Regions from separate parts of the Mus musculus genome. Here region 1 is linked to region 2. The links are chromatin contacts, called in public HiChIP or PLAC-seq maps. All regions are on one chromosome and are shown on one strand. Each heading gives the region's core, a stretch centred on a gene start, on an enhancer-like site or on the middle of the called end of the contact. The rest is flanking DNA. Distances are from core to core; before and after follow the strand shown.

Region 1 (3,160 bases), core at 16-2,515, 280 kb after region 2:
TTCAGTGAGGAACCCTGTCTCAGAAAACGAAATGGAAAAAACACTGTGACCAAAAGCAACCTGGGGTCATCTTGTTCATCTCTAAGGGAGGTTAGAGCGAGAACTCAAGCAGGGCAGGAACCTAGAGGCAGGAACTGATGCAGAGGCCATGAAAGAGGGCTGCTTACCAGTTTCCTCATGGCTTGCTCAGTCGGCTTTCATTGTGGGACCACACCCACAATGAGCTGGATCTTCCCCAACCAATGAATTGTACTAGGCTAATGGGATCTCTCTCTCATTCTCTCTCTCTCTCTCTCTCTCTCTCTCTCTCTCTCTCTCTCTCTCTCTCATAGATTTGTTTATATGACTACACTTTAGCTGTCTTCAGACACACCAGAAGAGGGCATCAGATCCCATTAGGAATGAATGGTTGTGAGCCACCATGTGATTTGCTGGGAATTGAACTCAGGACCTCTGGAAGAGCAGTCAGTGCTCTTAACCTCTGAGCCATCTCTCCAGCCCAGGGGGCCAGGGGTGGGGGGTGTGTTTTCTCAATTGAGGTGCCCTCTTGCCAAATGACTCTAGCTGGCATCAAGGCGACAGAAAACCAGCCAGCATCTGTCCTTGTTCAAAGAGTGTTCTAGATGCTGGCATCCCCAGCTTCCTTCCTGCCAGTGTTCTCGGTTGGACTTTCATTGGCCTTCGTTTATCCTGAGCAGTTGTTACCTGATTGGGTCTGGGGACACACACATAGTAGTGACTGCCAAACCAGCTTCAGTACTGTGCTCAGCTTGTTTGTGTGTCTCAGTGCCTGGCGCAGTACCTGAACCGCAGTCAGCTGGTTGAGTGGTGATAACCATCACTGTTGACAGTGTTTAACAAGTGAGCCCCCTTGCTGTGGGTGTCATCTAATAGAGGACAGTCCAGCCTTCCCTCTAGCATATGAGTGTCAAAGGCTCAGTTGTTGGGAACTGACCACCCCGCCACCCTACCCACCCAGTCCCATTCCCCCAACTACACACACACACACACACACACACACACACACACACACACACACTGCTCCAAAGGAGTCCAGGGCTGGGTTCAGAACTGAGCATGCTCTGTGGCGGGGGACATTGCTGTGGATTCACAGACCTCTTGGAGACTTAGTGTTAACAGCAGTGGTTCCAGGGCAGAGTGTGGCGACCGACCGGATATAAATAGCAGGGCAGAAGTTGACTAATGAGCCACTGCCAAGCTACCACTAGGGGTGTTATAAAAAGAAAAGCATTCCCAGGCAGCTCACTGTCAACAACATCCTATCCTGGAGGGAAGTTCTCCACAGCAGAGTGGGAATCCGGTGTGAGACAGGGCATCATTTAAACTTCCTGCAGAGGCACAAACGCCAGGTAAACATTTTGATTTATTTGCACCCAAACTGCAGAAAGGAAGACCAGGGAAACCCTGGCCCACGGCTGGCTTGGCACGTGCTGCCCATGGGTATTCCTTAGACTTTTTGAGAGGGAAGTTTGACACAGAGTAGCATCTTAAAATAACTACAGATATTTTAATAGCTTTAGATAAAAGGACTGCTTTTGAAGACAGGAACCTGGGACCTGGATGGATTACAACAAGAAAGACTGCCCTTCCTTCCCCTATGCTGTTTATTATCTCATTCAGAATCCAGATGATGATGTTTGGTTAAAAAAAAATACAGGAAAATAGAGGCTTCATTTGAGTTACAGCAATGGCAGCAGCTTTGCTGGAGCATTATGTATGTGAGAGACCGGAGGCTAACAACCTGTGTCACTGGTTGAGTCGGTTAATGGCTCCGGATAGCTTCAGCCAGTGAGGATTCTTGCCCTCCTGTCTATCCCTTACGCTGCCACAAATACCGGAATGGGTATTGGGCGCCCAGCCAGGACAATGATAGAATCTTGTTAGAATCACTGCCTTCGAAGGGCTCCTGAGTCTGTTCCTATCGTCAGGACATTCCACACTGGCTCGACCTCTGGCTTGTGTTGATTGTGAAGAGTTGGAGGAGGGAGGTCACCTCAGGCGAACAGCTTTGTACTGCTGCTGACCTCATGTCTCCGCTCCCACCCAAGTGGGCATGCTCTAACTTGCAAAGCGAACGGAAGAGCGGAAGCTTCACATGGGAAAGTTTCTAGACCATTCTTAGAAACTGGGAGTGAGAATGAGAGCATGGTGGTTTTAGTTTGTGTTGTTTCCTGTGAGTGCTCAGGGGACATTTAGAGATTGGGAGGAAAAGGTCTCTCTGGAGGGAGAGGTCTGTCTAGAGTTATGTGGAAGTAGACTTGGAAGCACTAAAGTTCTCTGCAGTTTTGCATTGACATCTCTAGAACAAACTGTTAGACACCTGGATAACATTGAATGCCTCTTATAGTCATAGGAATGTATTTGATAATCACTGCGACTATCACAATATCTATCCAGAATGAAAAAATATGCAACATCACCTTATCCAGTTCCGTTTCCCTAAACCCTCTTTGTTAAGTTTACTGAATTAACGTTTTTCATTCTAATCCAGACGTGAAAAATGAAGATGGGACATTTTGAAATGGTCACCACGCTGCTGGCAGCCGCAGTTCTAATGGACATCTTCCAGGTAATGAAGGGAACGGGAAGCATGCTCGCTCCCTGGGCTGGGAACCCTGTAACACAGCCTGAGGCATCTCTGCAGACTGAGAGGAGCCAGAATAGGCAAATGAACTTGTTGGAAGCAGCTTTTCCTTTATTTTGCAGGTTACACATGTGGTAAGTGTAGAAAATTTAAATTAAGCAAAGAAGACAGAAAAATTCAACCACAAACTCCCTCACTCAAAGGGATCAACTCTTGGGGGATTGTGTAGATAGCCTAGGTGGTTTCTCTCTCTTTGTGTATAATTTAATTAAAAATATGGTACTTTTAACCTTGCCTACAGCTAATACTACACGGCATTTCCATGTAAATAAATATTCTGGCCATATCGTGTGTTCTCCAGATAATGCCAGTGTTGATTCCATGTTTGTTATATAAACTAAGTAACGGCTATTCCCTGGTTTATCTTTTTACTGGCAGAAATTTTATCGTGTTATTTGCAGTTCAATATTTAAAAGCAGTAAACATACTTTATGAGTGGCCTGAAACAGGTATCTCACTTGCCTTCTTTAAGCTGCCTTAAGAAAACATTGCATC
Region 2 (2,987 bases), core at 425-2,924:
TTCCAGGGCAGCCTAGGCTACAGTGTAAGACCTGTCCTTACAAATAAACAAACAAGATAAATGCAAAATCCTACCACTTTCTCTTTTTTTCTTTCCCTTCAAAGCCCAGATATTTTTTGGGGGAAAAGGAGAATAGAAGAGTCTCCCAAGCTGGCCTTGAATTCATTGGACAGTGAGGATGGCCTTAACTCCCAATCCTCTGGCTTCAGTGTCCCAAGAGCTGAGATCACGGTTACCCAAGTAACCGCAGCACGCACACATAGGGATCAGTATTTATCACGCAGGCTCCTGTGACCAAGTTTCCCTCTCTTCTCCTGCAGCTTTGTACCTATTACCCACCAGGTGTCTTGGCCTAAGTTAGGGGACACCCTGTGCTCTGAACTTGTCTACAGAAAATGGCTCTGCTTTAGGTGACCTCCCAGGCATCCAGACCACCTGTCCATCCATTCTGAGTTTGGCTCTCCCTGTGTATTGTTTTTATGGCTAATAAAAAGCGAAATGTGCTGGGTGTGGTGGCGCACACCTTTAATCCCAGCACTCGAGAGGCAGAGGCCGTTGGATTTCTGAGTTCAAGGTCAGCCTGGTCTACAAAGTAAGTTCCAGGACAGCCAGGGCTACACAGAGAAACCCTGTCTTGAAAAAGAAGAAAAAAAAAAAAAAAGCGAAATGCACTTGGAAGCACTCTTTGAATTACAGGATCGAGCATTTGAGCCAAAGAGATGAAGAGGCCGCATGCTGATGAAGACAGGACACATTGGACCCAAACTGAGAGAATGCCCACGATTTGGCTGTAGCCTTCAATGAGAGGTAGAAACCAGACAGCCAGGAGTTAAGACAATATGTGGTGAGGAAGTCAGAGCGCCCGAGAAAATCCGTTGATATTTATGGTAGTTGAGTGAGGTTTGAGCTGTGTTTGTTTTGGCTGTAGAGTTGCCAGGGCTACGACAAGCACAGGCTGAACTGTTCTGTGACCACCTTTGATGTCTGAAGCTCAAATCATCTATTCTCTCCTCCCTTCCTCTCTCCTTCTTCCTCTCCCTCCCACCTGTGTGTGTGTGTGTGTGTGTGTGTGTGTGTGTGCATATGTGTAGGGGGCTTTGGAATTAGAGGGGGCATTCGAGAATGCTTGGCTTTTGCTCAGGTACTGATGATCCAAACTCAAGTCTCCTGCTGGAGGAAGCAAACATTTTCCCGTTGAGCCATCTTCTCTCCTGGTCCTCCTCCTAGCCTAGTTCCCGGGTGCTGGGATTCCAGACAGGCACTGCCACAACTGTCTGCATCACTTACTCTTATAATTTTGGTTGTGAGCCTAGCCTTTAACGGCTGAGCCATCTCTCCAGCCTGCATCACTTACTCTTAATTGGTCCTGGGGAAACATTGATCCTGTCATATACCTTCTCCTTCCAAGGAGAAGACAGCAGCTTATGTGGGTTCGACACGAGGTGGGACTCGAACCCACACTCACTCATATGCCTGTGCCTGCCCACAACCACAGCAACACAGACCGTGGATGACAAAGGCTCTCAGTGCCCACTGCCTGGGGACCACAGGAGGACCGTCAAAGAGCAGGCTATGTGAGAGAAGGGAGGCTACGTCCTTTCCTGTTTTGTACACTTGTGTTCAGCCACCAGCATCCCGCGGCCCTGGCAGAAATCAGTTCATTTACCAGCCTACAAGCAGTTGTTCCCAGTCGTCAGTGTCGTCACGGAATGAGGACTAAGTCGCGACTGAGGACACCAATGGGCAGCCTGCTAATTTTATAAATGTCATCCTTCCCCACAGCTCCCAGTTCACGTACGCACTGGGCGTGAAGATAAACTCAGCATTTTCCACAAGGCAGGTGCCCAGACAGACTCGCTTAAGCAGTTAGAAATTGGCAGCTCCTGGTAAAGACAAGCTGGAGGGAAGCCTCCTCCCCCTCCCCCTCCCCCTCCTCCTTGCCCTCCTCCATGCAAAAGTAGAGGCTGGGAGTGAAGCTTGGTGGGGGAACACCTGCTAGTGTGCTCCAGAGCCTGGGTTCAATCATAAGCATAGCAGGAAGAAAAAGACATTCAGAATTTATTTTTATCCACTATCATAGAATAAATGAAGATGTGTGTATCTGTGTGTGTGTGACAAAGAAAATAAGACAACCAAGAGAATGCTGTCTGGGAAAGCACAAACCACGAAATGGATGCATTTTGGTAAAATCTTGACAAATGAGCAAGCAATGTGTGGCAAATGTGCCAGGACTGGGGAGGTAGAGGCAAAAGGATCAAAAGTTTCAAGGTGCCGGGCATGGTAGCTTAATCCCAGCACTCCGGAGGCAGAGGCAGGAGGATTTCTGAGTTCCAGGCCAGCCTGGTCTACAAAGTGAGTTCCAGGACAGCCAGGGCTATACAGAGAAACCCTGTCTCAACACCCCCCACCACCACCACCACCAAAAAAGTTTCAAGGTGACCCTTGTCTAGATGCAAAGTTCACAGCCAGCCTCGGGTACTTGAAACTATCTCAACAACAAAGAAACAAACAAAAACTGTAGCTGAAATTACATCTCTAAAATTTCCTTTGAAATAATAAATGTAGGCGTTTGAGTAATGATAATGAACAAATGAGATGAGCCGTGGGCCTATAATTTAATCCAAATAACAGATTTAGGATCTTTTTTTTTTTTTAAAGATTTATTTATTATTTTATGTAAGTATACTGTAGCTGTCTTCAGACACACCAGAAGAGGGAGTCAGATCTTGTTATCTGATGGTTGTGAGCCACCATGTGGTTGCTGGGATTTGAACTCTGGACCTTCGGAAGAGCAGTCGGGTGCTCTTACCCACTGAGCCATCTCACCAGCCCCCAAATAACAGATTTAGAACACTCTTCTCACTATGGTTATCTGTCTGTCTTTTTTTTTTTTTTTTGAGACAGTTCTCACTATATCGACCAAGCTAGTCTGGAACTCACAGAGACCACTGTTTCTAACCCTGAAAGTGCTAGGCACTCCAGGGATG

Evidence for each region. HiChIP or PLAC-seq counts read pairs in DNA pulled down with a chosen protein or histone mark.
Region 1: a FOXA1 HiChIP or PLAC-seq map of pancreatic cancer cells shows a contact between it and region 2. The contact joins the promoter of Art3 here to the enhancer-like site in region 2. A contact is called at or near these places in 1 of 484 Hi-C or Micro-C datasets (the N1E-115 cell line), 2 of 115 datasets of contacts at active chromatin or transcription factors (microglia and pancreatic cancer cells) and 2 of 9 other capture datasets (adipose tissue and liver).

The regions. Positions count from the first base shown.
Region 1 is chr5:92,385,622-92,388,781 of GRCm38.p6, forward strand. It overlaps Art3 (ADP-ribosyltransferase 3), which reads left to right and starts at 1,266. Exons shown (of 10, transcript NM_001370591.1): 1 at 1,266-1,370; 2 at 2,513-2,590. The coding sequence starts at 2,522.
Region 2 is chr5:92,102,302-92,105,288 of GRCm38.p6, forward strand. It overlaps a transcript of G3bp2 not described here. Among named protein-coding and RNA genes, the nearest start is that of G3bp2, 20 kb to the left of the region's middle. Within about 2 kb of position 1,675, at least 62 of the 459 cell types and tissues checked have an H3K27ac peak or open chromatin away from gene starts, as enhancers often do. A contact at or near this core is called in adipose tissue and pancreatic cancer cells, where this site is marked.